2 separate regions of the Mus musculus genome follow, and region 2 is linked to region 1. Evidence: chromatin contacts called from public promoter capture Hi-C data. All regions are on one chromosome and are shown on one strand. Each heading gives the region's core, a stretch centred on a gene start, on an enhancer-like site or on the middle of the called end of the contact. The rest is flanking DNA. Distances are from core to core; before and after follow the strand shown. Region 1 has its middle 140 kb from the start of Fam184a. Region 2 holds the start of Man1a (mannosidase 1, alpha).

Evidence for each region. Promoter capture Hi-C pulls out the DNA fragments that hold promoters and counts their contacts.
Region 2: a contact with region 1 is called in a promoter capture Hi-C map of hematopoietic stem and progenitor cells, with 4 times the contacts expected there. The contact joins the promoter of Man1a here to the enhancer-like site in region 1. A contact is called at or near these places in 11 of 39 promoter capture datasets (the 3T3-L1 cell line, 3T3-L1-derived adipocytes, the C10 cell line and 6 more), 11 of 484 Hi-C or Micro-C datasets (the Ba/F3 cell line, the C2C12 cell line, embryonic fibroblasts and 7 more), 8 of 115 datasets of contacts at active chromatin or transcription factors (the 230-238 cell line, bone marrow-derived macrophages, double positive thymocytes and 5 more) and 3 of 9 other capture datasets (adipose tissue, liver and pancreatic islet).

Annotation. Positions count from the first base shown.
Region 1 is chr10:53,885,687-53,890,516 of GRCm38.p6, reverse strand. No RefSeq gene overlaps it. Among named protein-coding and RNA genes, the nearest start is that of Fam184a, 140 kb to the right of the region's middle. Within about 2 kb of position 1,991, at least 54 of the 459 cell types and tissues checked have an H3K27ac peak or open chromatin away from gene starts, as enhancers often do. A contact at or near this core is called in the Ba/F3 cell line, bone marrow-derived macrophages, fetal liver and 4 more, where this site is marked.
Region 2 is chr10:54,072,984-54,077,813 of GRCm38.p6, reverse strand. It overlaps Man1a (mannosidase 1, alpha), which reads left to right and starts at 2,077. Exons shown (of 13, transcript NM_008548.5): 1 at 2,077-2,288; 2 at 2,544-3,398. The coding sequence starts at 2,790. Gm16998 (predicted gene, 16998) reads right to left here and starts at 1,892. Exons shown (of 3, transcript NR_038016.1): 1 at 961-1,892.

The sequences.
Region 1 (4,830 bases), core at 742-3,241:
TGTAATACCCTGTTGTAATTGATCATGGACTTCACACTGTTGCAAACACTCCTCAGACACCCTCTACTCCACTGGAGTCTAGCTTGCTTATTAGATGCTTGACCATCATGACAATGATCTCCACAAGCTGTACCGGGTGGAGGACTTAAAGGACAATGTCAGTAAGGTAAATAACAAATGTCTTCTATAAACTGACTGCAACCTTCCTATAATCCACCCTGGTAATGGGACAAAGAATTCCAGCAATGAAGGAAAGTCATTAATAATGATGTTGTTACATTTTTTTCCAAACAAGTTCAGCTTTCTTTTCCCCAGCTAGCCTTTCTTCAGCCACTCTAACTGGTGACACAAATGAATTATTACAATTTCCCCCTAAGCCACCTTATCTTCTTGTCACCAACCTCTGGAGCAGGTGCTAATATAAATGGCTACAGAACAAAGAGGGAGAAAAAAAACAAAGGATTTTGGAGGTATTAATCAGTCCCTACAGAAATCCGAAAGTGACTTTTGTCACTATTATAAATCAATATACAGAATTTCTTTAAGTACCAGATAAAAAAACAGTATAGGATGTCAAAATCATGATTAAAAGGTAGATAGACATAATGAATTTTAACAAGGTCATCAATTTCTTTGGCTGCTTTAAGAAAGTGGTATAGATCACTTTCTTCTCTCTGGTCTCCTTCACACAGTGATGCTCACATTAAGAGATGTTTCAGACTTTGCACATTGTATATTTAGGCTTTTAACCTCTCCCAGAGATCAGATAAAAACCACAAAACCAAAAAGCATTCTTGGCGCACGTACTCAGCTCATTCTTTAAAGAGGGCTCCAGCATGTTCAGGCAGGAGCAGCAGCGATGTCTTCACAGGTTTTATGTATTGATTAACTGTAGAGGACATTCTGTTTGAAACGAAACTTGAATACCTGTTAAAGTAAATGGTTTGTTCTACTTTGAAGTAAAGGGCATGAAGGGAAAGGGAAACACACCCACCCCTCCCCCTCCCCAGAAGTTACCTTTTCATCCATGATGTGAAAGCAGGGCATGGGGCAGGAGGTATGACTACAGGACTTAGCAGTAAGATGTATGGGTTGGTTTTTCTTTGTTTTTTTTCTGAGTTTTTTTTTTTCCTTCTGGGATAAAAAATCAAAACCAAGTGCCAATTCCCACTGCCCTAAGCAAAAGTCACTAGATGGCTCCCTAGTGACCTTTCTTATAAAATACTCATGGGCCCTATAACTAAAGAGAAGACATAAAAAAAAAAAAAAAAAAAAAAAAAAAAAAAAAAAAACCCTTTTCCTTTCTGATAACAAATACATTAAGATTCCTAGATAGAAACCGGATGCACAGCAAAAGGAATAGCAGGAAGTGAGAATTCCTCTGGTGTTATTTCTGTTCGTTACCTTTATAACTCTTACAAGAGAGCCCGGGATTACTCAATCTCAAAAAACCACCAAATAACAAAATCAAAGTAAAAACAACACCTAAGCCAGGCAATTATCCACAGATTGTAGATGGACAGGACTGAGAGGCTACACCGCGTGGTAGAATGGGATGACAATTCAAAAGTCACCGCATCAAGCAGAAACTGAAAGACACAGGCAGAAGTTGTATTGCAACATATCAGAAATAAGAGTCAAAACGTGCATTAGACTTCTAGTGGACTGACATCTTACAGAAAAGAAATGGCCCAACAAGGTTGTATCCACGAAGGAAATACAGTAAATAGAGGGGAAACACATGGTGGCTTCTCCTACTCCTCTGCCCAGCATCTACTAGTACCTTTCATTGGTCGAGACTACTAGGAGGTCACAACAGGGAACCTGGGAAATGTAGTTCCTGCCTTGTGTAGGTAGCCACACTAAGGACCAGACTGATAGCAAATAGAAATGAGAGGAAACAGGTATTTACCTGGCAAACTGTACAGAGCTAACCACGGTTTGCCATTTAGGCCCTCCACTTAGCTTGAGAGGCCTTAAGCAAGATAAACAAGCCTCAAGTCCCCAGCTGCTGGAAACTGATAGATTGAGCAATTTCAGTGCTGTGGTCTACCAGTCCTTTCTGCGCGGTAAAAAAAAAAAAAAAAAAAAACAAAAAAAAAAAAAAAAACACAGGACATATTGTTGAGCCAGTAACTTTCGAATCTTACCACTCAGCTTAAACAGTTAAAAGGTACACTCACGCATCCAGGAAAGTTCAAAAAAGATATTTAACAACTGCTTTCAAGGAATAGGCTTCAGAGAAGGAAATTTATGAGCCCATAAAGCACTTGTTCTGAAGTTAGAAGGACAGATGGAAGTGAAATAAAGCCCGAATAAAGCCTGGCCATCAGAAAGACTGTCTTCAATGCCCATGATAAAACTTTGAACACTCTGCTTCCAATTGCAACTGATCCTAGCTCCCAATTTTCTCGAGAGGGATAGAGGTACTTATCTAAGTCTTCCTCCGCCAGACCAGAGAGCAGAACTTTAAATTCTACTTAGTTGAGCATGAAAATGATAAAAGCAAAATGATGGTATCAGAAAGAAAGTTTATATCACTTAAGGCTACCTGCCTTATTAGTTTGATATTGCTCAGCAATGTGCATTCCTGAATTTTAGTTTTATTTAATTAATTTTCTAAAAGACATTTGGAATATTGGTTCCTTATTCCTAAATGGGTTTAAATGGCAAGGTGTAATTTTTCAAGGCTACTACAGTTGTTACCTTAGAAACTTCCTCTGCGTCCCTCCCTCCTGTACTGTTGGCATCTAAGGTGAGTATTTACAAGTGTCATTAGTACATGATATAGCAATTACTCATTACTGGTCCCTTTGTCTCCTACAGAAGAGAGATGGACAACCAAAACAAGTCCTCAAAAGCAATTTAACTTTCTAATTGGAAAACTATATGTCAGTCAGCACTTCATATCGATGCAAAGTGAATAGCCTAGTCGCTATTGATAAGCTTAATAATGTGAATGCAGAATGGGGCCATTTAATGATCCTTTTAGAGGACAGAATTTAAGTATTTTTGTCCTTTTTCAAAAAAAAAAAACAAAAAGAATTGGGGCACTTTCTAATTTTTTTACTACTTTGTTTTTAGATAACAGATAAATAACAACTGAAATACCCAACTTAGGACAACCGTTGAAACAACTCTTCAGGAAAAAAATTAGAACAACTTTAAAATACATAAGTGAGTAGCTGGAAAATAATATGTAAGTTATGTATTCCTCTTATAGAAAAATAATTATACCTATTTGTCTTCAACTTTACTTAGATCAAAACACACAATAAGCATCTAATAAACCAGTAAGAACATAGCTTTTCGCCCTTTCTCCTCGTTCTGTGTCAACAGATAGCTCCCAGAATTTTAAGCATTTTGTAGATGTGCCTCTATTGCCTATCAATAACCTAAGGTTCTAGATCAGGAGTTCCCAACTTCCCTAATGCTGCTGCAATCCTATAATACAGTTCACCATGTTGTGATGACCCCAACCATAAAACTATTTTGTTACTACTTCATAACTGTAATTTTGTTACTGTTATGAATCATAATGTAAGTATCTGATATGCAGTATGCTCTTATATCATAGGATCACTTTATAAATAAATGGTTGTGAGCCACCATATGGCTGCTGGGAATTGAAATCAAGACCTCTGGAAGAACAGTCCTCCAGCCCATACGTGCCATTTTTCAATGTGGGAGATCTATGTTGTCCCTTGGTTACTGGTCTCCAAGACTCCTATCTATTTCTTTTATTTTCTTTCCTCGGTTATTACTTCATAATTATTTTCTGACCAACTCTAAGAACTTCACTTGGACAACCCTCTTGAGAGCTCTTCATATTTGAGTCATATATAATTGCAAAAGGCTCTTGAGTACGTACGTGCTTCCAAAGCTTTGCAACAGACATCCTTTATAGCCACTCCTCCCAAAGTGTTCACTGCTTATTTCCAGTATATGCTGCAGGAGATGCGAAACCTAATTTAGTATATAATGAACATTAATGGTCTGTAATCAGCTTATAATAAGAAATCAGCAAAACAAACAAGTACTTGGCTTGCTTAACATGTAATTAATAAAATTATTAATTCTGGACTGAGTGTAATGAATTCTGACAAGACCTTGGTTGCATTAATAGGAACAAGTTGCTCAGAGCCCTGGGGAGCAATGTCTTCTCTCCTACGATGCAAAGGACCTCATACCAAGTATAATACATATATATCAACAGTATCTTTCTCATACCAAGTATAATACATATATATCAACAGTATCTTTCTCATACCAAGTATAATACATATATATCAACAGTATCTTTCTCATACCAAGTATAATACATATATATCAACAGTATCTTTCTCATACCAAGTATAATACATATATATCAACAGTATCTTTCTCATACCAAGTATAATACATATATATCAACAGTATCTTCCTCATACCAAGTATAATACATATATATCAACAGTATCTTTCTCATACCAAGTATAATACATATATATCAACAGTATCTTTCTCATACCAAGTATAATACATATATATCAACAGTATCTTTCTCATACCAAGTATAATACATATATATCAACAGTATCTTTCTCATACCAAGTATAATACATATATATCAACAGTATCTTTCTCATACCAAGTATAATACATATATATCAACAGTATCTTTCTCATACCAAGTATAATACATATATATCAACAGTATCTTTCTCATACCAAGTATAATACATATATATCAACAGTATCTTTCCTGCAAAAGTAGATAATGAAATGCTTTTAAAGATGTGCTGTTTGGCTGGAACAAATATAAAATGATATTTGTGGATTATAGTCATA
Region 2 (4,830 bases), core at 828-3,327, 190 kb before region 1:
CAAAAGTGAACCAAAATAAAAAGAACAGTCCCCTTAAAAGTTTAGAAATAATATATATAAATAAAATTTAAATTTCGATGTGCTAAATTTTTAATGCATCCACTATAGGAAGTATCCTAAATTCCCAGATTGATTTGGAGTCAAGATTAAGGAGTTTAGAAACAGAATTAGTTAAGACTTCTCTGTCATATCCTTGTATATGTACTTAAAGGTTGATTTTATTACTTTCTGGAATACATATACCAAATTAAATCAAAGTTCATAGGTATTCCTGTCTCTTTAAAATTAATCCCATTTTTAAAACATAGTTGGAAAAATAATGGCAGCACAATTACCATCACCAAATGACCAGAAAGAAAGCAACTGGCTTCCTCAGGAGTTAGCCCCTGTTTCTAGGGATCTGTCTTCCTTTCTGTGAGGTAGCTGTTTCAAGGGTCTCATTGAGATAAACACTATTATTTCAGTCATTAGGTTTTCAACCTAAGCACAACCTACAAATGTACTTTGAAAGAAATTTACCTTTTCGTCATTAAAAGAAAACATTATTGCTTTCATTTTTAGAGCTAAATCTATTACCCTGCTTGGATATGCTGCACTCTTCTGGGCATAGAATTTCATAGCAAGTATCAAAATAATCAAGCTATGAAGTCACATTTATCAAGCCATAATTTCTTATTAACCAGAACTTCTGACTATGTTACTGGCTCATTTTGCACAAACCCAATACACAACAAACAGTGATGGCTAAAAATGATAATTAACATTTAAACGAAAACGACCTTAGGATTTCTGCCTTGGCTTTTTTACTTTATGCACACAGCACAACACCTGGAAACAACTGTGCTGTGGGCACTCTCCTGGAAGTTGCCAGCTGTTTTCCTCTGGTTTAAGACAAGTAAAGGGCACACTTTAAAATCATGTTTCCGGAGAAGGTTGAGGGTAAACAGAGCTGCTACAAACCAGCTTTCAGGAGTGGGAAGTCAGTCAAATTTCCCTCTGGTAACTGTTTCTTTGTGGAGCAACAGGGGATTCATAACACAGTTTGGGAAATGTTTTCTTGTCTCTTCACCCTGAGGCAGGGGGTTCCCAGCCAGGTCAAAATGTAGATCTATGCAATATCAGCAGGGCATTCCAATGGATGTCATGGGAGGTGGAGCCAGTTTCCATGACATTCCATGAGACTGAATACTGCAAGGCTGTGTTGAAAACAATCTCTGTTGGACCAAGTCTTGCCTTCGCTGGGAGTTGTCGCATCCAAGACTTAATTTCAACAGGGTTCAATTTATTGCTTGGAGCTCTGGCAGCATAAAACTGTCTTCTTTGAATGGAAAATTTGACCAACTGCGATGAGGTAAATGAATTTCGAAAGTGGGGGGGGTGTGGGGGAGTGTGGGGGAGTCATACAACTTTTGTTGTTGTTGTTGTTTATTGTAAGGGGAAGAGGGTGTATACTTAGAGCCCCAAGCAGTCCCCAAACCCCAAGTCGCCTAGGATGTAAAAGGCTCTTAACGAGGTAGAGTAGAGAGCTCAAAAGCTTTGTGGAGGAGCCTGGAGACTTTGGATTTGAGAGTTATTGGGCACCGGGGAATCCCTGTCTTGGGTAATAAGGGGTGGCTGGAGAAAAGCCTTCAAAACCACTTCAAAACCACGGCTTGCCCCCGCAATCCCCTGCATGCTCTTCGGGATCGCCAATTTCGAGTACTGGGGCAAGCTGTCGCTACCATATTAGTAGTGGTCACTCGGGGATCCACTACCTTTGGGGCTTCGGCTTGAATAGGTTTTGGGCGGAATAAGCTCGGACCAACTCCGGCTCTGGTCCTCCGGGCGAGTCTTAACACGGCTCCCGGGCGCAGTTCCAGTCCTCGGGAGCCCAGGGGAGCCGCGACCTCCCCGCCTCTGCCGGGTCCCGGAGAGGCAGCGCTTCCCGTAAACTCCCCGCCCCGTGCGGCCCCCTCCCCGCCTCGGCTCCACCCCCGCGGGACCCTGGGAGGCGTAAGATTGGCCCGGACGCGCTGTCACTCTCCGGACGCGTCACCGCCCTCGTTTCCGACCGCTCGGGAGACCGGCAGTGCTATTAGTGCACGGCGGGGCCGCGACGGAGGGCAGTACGGTGCCTGGTTCGCTGGCTCACGCCGGCAGGTCGGTGCGCTCGCTCACCTGAGCCGTGTCCCGGGGCCTCAGAGCCACCCGGCTGTACGCGTGCTACCACCCGCCGGGAAGCGCTCGGAGATGGGCAGCTGGAGAAGTTGACGAACCCCCTACGCACGCGGCGCCCTTGCTGCCCAGAGGTGCGCCGCCCTTGCCACCGAGGTGCCCGCTGTGCTGACCCAGATGTCGCGGGACACCCTGCCTCCGCGGCTGGAAAACTTCACCCCAAGTCCAAAGTGGGCTCTGAGGGTGGTGCCCGCGGCTGGACCCCGGGGTTGCCTGCCGGGATACGGTCCTGCGGATCCCGGGTCCAGGGGAGGGCGGAGACCCCACTGGAAACTTTCTCAGCACCTTCCTAACCACTGCGCTTTTACTGTCTCCTCTCCCCCCAACAGGGGCTGCAGCCAGCGGTTTGCCGCGCGTGCCTGTTTGCCAAAGGAGCCGCCCCGGCGAGGATCGCCGGAGGGGAGCCGCTTCAAGCGGGGAGACCCGCAGCCCAGACACGCGCTCTGGGCGGCCTGGATGCGCAAGAGCCGGCCCCGCAGCCGCTGACAGCCGGCGGCAGCGAAGTTTGGCTGCTGAGCGGCTCGGCGCCGGGCCCCTGGACAGACTGTCAGCCGGCGGCTACAACCTCCGGAGCGATGCCCGTGGGGGGCCTGTTGCCGCTCTTCAGTAGCCCTGGGGGCGGCGGCCTGGGCAGTGGCCTGGGCGGGGGGCTTGGCGGCGGGAGGAAGGGGTCTGGCCCCGCTGCCTTCCGCCTCACCGAGAAGTTCGTGCTGCTGCTGGTGTTCAGCGCCTTCATCACGCTCTGCTTCGGGGCAATCTTCTTCCTGCCTGACTCCTCCAAGCTGCTCAGCGGGGTCCTGTTCCACTCCAACCCTGCCTTGCAGCCGCCGGCGGAGCACAAGCCCGGGCTCGGGGCGCGTGCGGAGGATGCCGCCGAGGGGAGAGTCCGGCACCGCGAGGAAGGCGCGCCTGGGGACCCTGGAGCTGGACTGGAAGACAACTTAGCCAGGATCCGCGAAAACCACGAGCGGGCTCTCAGGGAAGCCAAGGAGACCCTGCAGAAGCTGCCGGAGGAGATCCAAAGAGACATTCTGCTGGAGAAGGAAAAGGTGGCCCAGGACCAGCTGCGTGACAAGGATCTGTTTAGGGGCTTGCCCAAGGTGGACTTCCTGCCCCCCGTCGGGGTAGAGAACCGGGAGCCCGCTGACGCCACCATCCGTGAGAAGAGGGCAAAGATCAAAGAGGTGAGTAAAGCCTGCCTGAAATCCCACTCACGCTGCTGTTTTCTGGGAGGTTTGATAAACGATTGGAACTTAGGACTTCACCTTTATCATGCAAAGGCGAGGGAAGTCATCGCTTCCACCACCGTGCCAAAGGCTACACGTTTTTCCTTTTACTACCTCAGGATAAGTGACCAGTGAGGATCTGGGGCTGAATCCCATTGAACTTGCATGCTTTGGTGAGCTTAAGCTATAAGAGGCAGGGGTGAGTGAATACACTGGGCACAGGAGATAGCTGCCTCCTCCTTGCTGGCTGCAGTTAGTCTACCCTGCAGTCATTGTGCAGGTACTGAGCAGCTGTCCCCTTTAGAGAGGCTTGCAGGTGGTTTGAAATTGAAGCTGACTGTAAACACAGGGCATCAATCACACATGAGACACAGGTTATAACAGTGAGCCAACGCACGCCCCTTGTTCAGTCATGTGGCCCTCCCTGCCAGGTGTGTGTGTGTGTAACAGGCTGTAAACTTGAAACCTGAGACCTTGCGTCATGGGCCACATACTGTCTTTTACTGATTTAAAACATCACACGCACACACGCACACGCAGACACACACACACACACACACACACACACACACACACACAGATCTACTGTTTTCTGTGTTTCTAGAACATTGTCAGAAAGAAGGGGGTGTTCTCTGTGATGCAACAGGTCAGCCTGCCACAGCAGCTCAGTGACAAAGTTAATCTAGAGCAAACATGGACTTTGGTAAATCCTGTGTAATTTCTTTCTGGTTATTTTTACTCGCAACATGTGATTGGTTTCTGCAAGCTTAAAGGCGAAGGAACCCTAGAAAATCCTTTCAGTCTGTCATTTCAAAGGTGAAACTGAGGAATGACAGCTCAAGAAGCCATTGATGACCAAATTGAGACCTGAACGAAGGAGCTGCAGCTTCCCAGTTACCAGACTCTGGGGACATGTGTCCTTCCAGGCTGCTTTCTCTGTGTTTTCCTGGGAATCCAGTCCCGAGGAACTATGGAAAAGCATAGCATCCCAACTCTGGGTCCATCCTCTACATTATCAATGGATGTAGTATTTTTGTGAAGACATTGTTTTGCTATGGGATCCATTATCAGGAAACGGTCGTGATAGCATTGTAAGGGAGTAAACAGAACGTGGAGGCTGCAGAGACTGAAAGTGGCTACGGGATAGAGGGGTAGAGGCAGGTTGGTTGCCATAGGAGGTGAGTGAGACCAGATGAGATCAGGTAAGGTGTCACTGAGCAAGTTCAAGTGGACATGGGTTCCTCTCAGTCTCCTCTGAGATGAGCCTTTAACCCTCCAGGCTCATGGCTCTGTTTGATCATCCAGCATGCTTTCTGCTTTGCAGAGACACAGTAGAGGGACGGCTTCTGCTATCCTGGGTTGCTTTCTCTGACAGCTTTTCCTCTGTGAA